2 separate regions of the Cricetulus griseus genome follow, and region 1 is linked to region 2. The links are chromatin contacts, called in public Hi-C maps. All regions are on one chromosome and are shown on one strand. The core of a region is the stretch at or near the end of the contact, and the rest is flanking DNA. Distances in the headings are between cores, read along the strand shown.

Region 1 (3,335 bases), core at 182-2,681, 90 kb after region 2:
CAAAGGCTGGCTTCTCCTGCCTTTTTTTTTTTTAAATCTAGAGATAGGGAGCCCCTCCTCCAGGCAGTCCACCTTACCCTTCTGCAAGAGTCTGTTACAGGCAGTGTCCGTGCCTCAGTTTGGCAATAAAAAGTTTCTGTGCCCCAATAAACCTCTCTACCCATGCAGCAATCCAAATCAGACCAAATCAAACCGAATAGGGAAAAGCCCATGTTTAAAGGATACAATGTTCCGGAATGGCCTTCCAGTCCCCTAGAGAAGAGACAGGAAAAGAGGCCGAAAAACCTCGAGTCTGTTTTCCAGGGGGCAGTTTAAATACTCTGTGGGAGTGGTCTTGAGCATCTCTGGGGGAGGGGTCATCATTTGTCGGGCTTTCTGAGATGCATCAGGGTTTGGAGGGAGATGGGGAGGCGGGTTCTGGTGGAACTTCCACCAGAATATTCCAGACTCTTTGGGTATATGGATGCCAGGGGCGGGGGTGAAGCTTCCACCATAACAGGCAGGTCAGAGCTATCTGCTTGTCTCTGATGTTTTGTCCTGTGTCTAAGCCTGTCCTGTGTCTGGGAACAGAAAATCCTATGGTGGAGGCTGTTATCTAGGAACAAGAGGGGAGCAGACAAAATAGAACAGGGCATCCATTTCCTGCCCAGTCAAGGACAAGCTCCCACTATCCTCAAGGTGCCTGAGTATTTGGTCCCATATAACAGATCGTCTTTGTGAGTTTCCCAAAATCTGAGCTTTGAATAGTCTGTTCTCAGCAAAGTATCCAGGAGGTCATTTAAGATCATGAGGGCTTTGTGGAGTGGTGGTGGTGGTGGTGGCCCACACCTTTAGTCCCAGCACTCGGGAGGCAGAGGCAGGCAGATCTCTCTGAGTTCGAGGCCAGCCTGGTCTACAAAGCGAGTTTCACGAATGTTACACAGAGAAACCTTATCTGGGGGGGGGGGGGGGGGGGGGCGGATCATGAGGGTTTTAAACCTGTGTGTCTCTTGCTCCTCATCCCCTACAATGAACACTGAAGCTACTAGCCACCCACACCACCTCTGAGCCACTGCTGCTCAACTACCCCTTGTCTGTCGTAGCCACCATTCACTTCTCTGGCCATATTGCCTACCCTGCTACTCCTTAACTATGACAAATACTCTTTAAAGTACTCCCCACCTCCCCCATCACCACCCCCCCATCTTCATAAAAAAGTTGTTTTATTAGAGAAATCCCCAGTCTACAGTAATACCTTCTCTGGGCCTATTGTCCAACACATCATTTATTTCTGTTTACTTGTATGTTGCCTGCCTCCCCAACCAAAATGTAAACGCATGAAAATTTAGCCTTTCATCAGTCTGTCTACTGCTCAGCCTGATACATAGTCAGGGCTCCAGAAGCTGACAAGCAAGCTAATGAATGCACCAGGCACTAAGCCAGGTCCTGGGACTGGCCAGGAGTAAGCCTGGGCTCTGGCCCTCCCAGCAGACTGGTGGACAGGGAAGTGAGTAAGTACAAGCCAGAGCAGTGAGTGTTGTGGGAAAATACAGATGCTTATGATACAGAATGACTGCTCCAGGTAGGAAATAAGCCACTCTGCCTGGAAATTAAAAAAAAAAAAAAGTGTGAATCAGTGTGCTGGGGTGGGGAGAGGGGACAGGCATTCCAATGGGGAGAACAGGGAGTGGCCAGTAGGCTGACTGCACCACAGCCCAAGAGTAAGTCTGGAAAGATAGAGGGGGGTCATATTAGGAAAAGGCTTTGTTAGAGCAATAAATGGCTGACTTCTCAGATCTCTGCCAGGCCAGTGGAGACCTCTCAGGGCCAAGAGTCTGCTTCTAACCCCCTAAAGGGGTCGTAAGAACTTCTGGTCCTCCCCTGGTAAAAGTCTGGAAATAGCACAGAGCACTTCCGGTGGTCAGCCTAGGGTCCTGGCACCCCTGGTGCCTCCTCCTAGCCATCCAGTTGCTGATCTAAGACCACACCTTCCATGAAGACCCTGCCTGAGCTCCTCAGGGTCAGAAAAAGTCCTGTGTCACATCTCTACTGCCTTGACCAGGAGAAATCCAAGTTTCAAAATGGCCTTATTTTGCAATCTGACTCAAAAGGGTGGGGAGTGGAAAATTATAGACAGCAGCCACCAAGGGACTTTGGCTTAATATAACTGGTGACCTGGGAAACGGCGGAGGCAGAAAATAATTTCTTCCTTCTCAGACTGAGACAGAGAGAGCTTCACAAGGCAGAGTCAAAAGAAAGACTTCCTTCAAGAGAAGGGAGAGCGTCCTTCCCACTTCCTCCCTTGCTGCCCTGCTCCTCCCTCTCCTGCAGTAAGCTTCCTGCCCCCCATCCTTATCTTGACCTCTCCTTTCTTTTCTTACTCTCTCCTTTCTCAACCTTACTCCCAATTCCCACCCTGCTCGAATTTCTCCCTCCTCCCTCCTTGATTGTTCCCTAACCACTTATTAAAAGGGGGAAAAATCATAAATCTTATGCAAATATCCATGAGCACCCGTCAGTGGCTGCCTTTAACCCATCAATTAATGAGAGACCCAGAAACACATTGCAACCAATTCATAGACGACTCCCTAGACAGACTTTCTGGTGTGATAAAATTTGCCACCTGAGCCATGCTAGTCCATCGGCAGTTAGTAGCTTTACTTCCTATGGACGATCCCGAAGTACATATCTAGAACTTTTTTTTATTATACCAGACTGAAACTCCATACTCATTCAAAACAATAACTCTCCATACTTTCTCCCCGCCCACTGAGGGTCACCACTCAATCTCTGTGACTAAATATACTTAGTGCCTCATACAAAGGAATCATATGTAGATGCAAAAGAAAACTGTCAAAGTCTTTGATGAAAGTAAAAGGGAAAAATCCACGTGACATTAGTTTCTACCATTTTTGTTTTATTTTGGATATGGTAAGAAAAGCCCAGGCAATGGTGTGTGTGTGAGGTGAGGGAGGGCTGCAGCCATGTATCCACTGACAGGATACATTTCAGTATGCAGGATCTTTACCCACGGACTCAACCAACAATGGATATTAAGTTTTTAGGCCTTGATGGTTAATATCAACTTAACAGGATCTGCCATCACCTAGGAGACAGACCACTGAGAACACCTGTGAGGGATTGTCTGGATTGTGTTAGTCTCTGGCTATACCACAAGAGGTGCTCTTGACCGAACTAACTGCGGTGGGGAACCCACCTTAAAAGTGGCCTGCACTGGGCTACACTTGGGTCCCGAATACCTGAGTGTAGTCCCAGCTGGCTGAAATAAAAATCTTCAATTGGCTAGAAAACAAACAAAAAAAAAAAAAACAAAACAAAAAACAACTAAACTGCAC
Region 2 (3,145 bases), core at 62-2,561:
CTCTCTCTCCCGTATACTCTTTTACTGCACGGTCCCTGACAACCATTACTGTGAAAAAGAACGAAGATCAGACGGCGACTTCGACACCCACACAGGCGTCGTTTTCAAGGAAAACGCCGCGTGTGGCCGAGGTAAGCCGGAGTGCACCTGAGCACTCAGGAATTTAACGACCCGCCCCTTAATTGCTACTTTTAACACTTTTCTCCCGGTTGCCTAGGCTGTGGGCGGAAAACGCCTTTGAGGCCCTAACTGAAGTTGGCTGCTTTCGCTTTACGAGCTGTGTTCTTTGGAGAAAGCGCCCGACTTCAGGCAAAAGAGAAAAAAAGAAAAAGCTTGCTTTCTTCGACCGTTAAAAAAAAAATTTAAAAATTAAGCATTCATCCTGGTGCTGGAAGCCAGCAGCAGATGGAGTAGAACAAGCAGCACTGCGGGCGGGCGGGGGGGGGGATGAGCTGCTGGGGTCCCTCCCCCGCCCATCCCCGCAGCGCCGCGGGCCGCCCAGACCTCCGCAGTCCTGCAGGTGCCAGCGCAGCAGCTGGGGCGCGAGCCGAGCCGGGCGGCGGCTCCCGGTTCCGCGCGCCCGTCCGCCCCACCCCCAGCCGCTGCACCTCACACGGGCTCGACCCACACAGCTCGCCCCCGGCCCGGCCCGGCCCGACTCGCCCTCGCGGGGGACGCGGGCTAACGGGCGCCCGCTCGCCCCGGGGGCCCCGCGCTCTCCTCCCCGCCCTCCCCCACCCTCAGCGCATGGCGGCCGGGGCGGACAAAGGCGCTTCCTGGCGCCCGCGCTCGGTGGCGGCCGTTGGCGGTTTGAAACCGGGCCCCCTGGGCTGCCCTTTCAAGCGGCTCGCAGCTACGGCGTGGCTCGCGCGCGCGCTCGCTCGCTCGCCCTCCCCGACGAACCACACCGCCCCGCACCACCACCCCCGCCGCCCCGATCCATCCTCCCCGGGCCAAGTTCCGCAGCGGACTCAAGAGGAAACCCTGGAGAACCCGAGCGGGGGAAACACCTGCGACATAACCGTCGCGGGGGCCTCCCGGCCTCTTCTGCGCCATCCTCCCGGCGAAGCCGGCTCGTCGAGGGTGTCAGGGAGGGGAGGGGTCCGGGAGGGTCCCCCTCTCTCGAGGCAATTGGCTTCAGCATCTTTTCTCCACCCCCGACCAGCAGCTCGGCTACGCACTCACCATGCTGCAAGGGCTACCGGTTTCCGAGACGCGAACACACAACCGCTCGGCTCGCCCGCTCCACTCGGACTAGTTCTCCTCCCCGGCCCCCGGCGCCTCATAAACACCTCCCTCCGCCAGATCCCTCCGCCTCACGCCAGATAACGGAACGCAGCGAACGAGTCCCGGCCGGTTCCCCTCCCCCCCTTCCCCCTCCCTCCACCCCGGACCTCTCCGGGAGACCCCCTTTCTCCACAGTCACTCGGCAGAGCGGGACAGGGACAAAGGGGGAGCAGAGGGACGGATGACGTAAGTGGGGTTCGTTCCCAGGCCGGCCGTTGCAAGGCCGGCGGAGTCGCGCCCGGGGAAGGCGCTACTTTGCGGCGCGGAGGAGCACCTCGGCGGCGGCGGCGGTGGCGGCTGAGGGCGCGGCGACGGTCGTTGAGCTCGCTCCTGATTGGCTGGTTTGTACCTGCAATGCGTCACTCGCCCTCGCTGATCGGAACGCGGTGCGGCTTCTGCCGTTGCTGCTCCGGGCCGGCTACGCCGTCCTGGCAACTGCGCCAGGCGGCGGCGTGGCTGGCTCAGGCCGGCCGGCTTTGCGCTTGGCTACAGGACCTTCCTCCCTCCTCCACCCGCCCCGTATGCAGGGGTCGATGGAAACAATCTAAAGCCAATGGATAAATCAATAAACGTGAAGGGCTCCTCCCCGCCCCCCGGCGCCCGACTTGTCAGGGTTTGCTGCATCGTGGAAGCCGCTCGTCTTCGGTCCCACGGTGCAGAACCCATGCAGCTCAGCTGACGGACTAATCAGAAAGGGGCTTCCGCTGATGCTTCCCCTTTGCTTCCCTGGCCCAGCGGTAATTTATCAGAAAGCCACCCAGACCCACAGTGTCTTGAGAGCGCGTGCTGCGGGTCTCCCCAGGTAGCCAGCCCCCTTTGAAATGAGAAGCTCAAAATAGACAGCTCCGGAAAGGGTGCCGGAAGTTGAAGAGGAAATAAGGGTCTAACACTCAACATACAGTGGCCGGAGAAGATTGATGGCGCAAGGACGGCCCAGAAAGAATTCCGAAGATGGCAAAGCCCAGAAAGAACTTCCCAGTAAACGCACACACACACGCGCGCGCGCACACACACACACGCGCGCGCGCGCACACACACACACACACACACACACACACACACACACACGGAGACCATCGAAACCTAGAGAACAGCATTTGTTTTTTTGGTTTTTTTTTTTTTTAACGCTAGCAGGAATGAAACCTCACCTACTGAAAAGAAGCCTGCCTTCACAATCATTTCCCATTCATCAAGAATGTCTTCGATGCTCACAGCTATCTGTACTCAATTTGAGAGCTTCAGCTGAATTTTTAACCTTTCCCTTCCAAATTAAACACTCCCTCACTCCATTTTTAACTGAAGCCAGAGTTCGGTCCTCTTTCAATCATGCAAACCAACCAGACATTAAGTGGCCTTTAGATGAGCTTTGACAAACCCGAAACCCTTTCGAAAGAAGGTCCCCTCAAAAAAACAAACAAAAACCCTCAGATTTCTGTTTCTATTGTCCTTGCTAATATTGGGAGGAAAGAGAGCTAATTAACCTTATCCTAAATGAAATAAAGATCATTAAGTGAGACTATTATTTTTAAATGGCCAAATGGCCACCTCTACTTAGTCTGAGGCCACCATCCCAGTACGCTGCATTCTGGTAACTTCCAAGCTTTCCCAAGGTATACCCAGGAATTTGTCCCTGATTCCTCCTCAGAAGACATACTAATGATTTTTTTTCTTTCAGCTGACTCACTAAAAATATTCTCTCTCTACACAGCACTCCATTAGCATGCAGTGATTTTACATATGAAATTTTTAGTGGTGGGAAATTGAATGACAGAATGAATAATCACATCCTCTAGGGAACGGATTTTAAGAGGATGGGTGCATAATGTATAATAAATCTAATATACAGGAGTGTGCTCAG

What was found. A called contact is a pair of places that touch in the nucleus more often than the background predicts.
Region 1: a contact with region 2 is called in a Hi-C map of fibroblasts, with 5 times the contacts expected there. The contact joins the enhancer-like site here to the promoter of Calm2 in region 2. A contact is called at or near these places in 2 of 8 Hi-C or Micro-C datasets (fibroblasts and liver).

The regions. Positions count from the first base shown.
Region 1 is chr5:89,196,685-89,200,019 of CriGri-PICRH-1.0, forward strand. No RefSeq gene overlaps it. Among named protein-coding and RNA genes, the nearest start is that of Epcam, 79 kb to the right of the region's middle. Within about 2 kb of position 1,432, at least 3 of the 6 cell types and tissues checked have open chromatin away from gene starts, as enhancers often do. A contact at or near this core is called in fibroblasts, where this site is marked.
Region 2 is chr5:89,106,734-89,109,878 of CriGri-PICRH-1.0, forward strand. It overlaps Calm2 (calmodulin-2), which reads right to left and starts at 1,312. Exons shown (of 6, transcript XM_027417991.2): 1 at 1,186-1,312. The coding sequence starts at 1,188.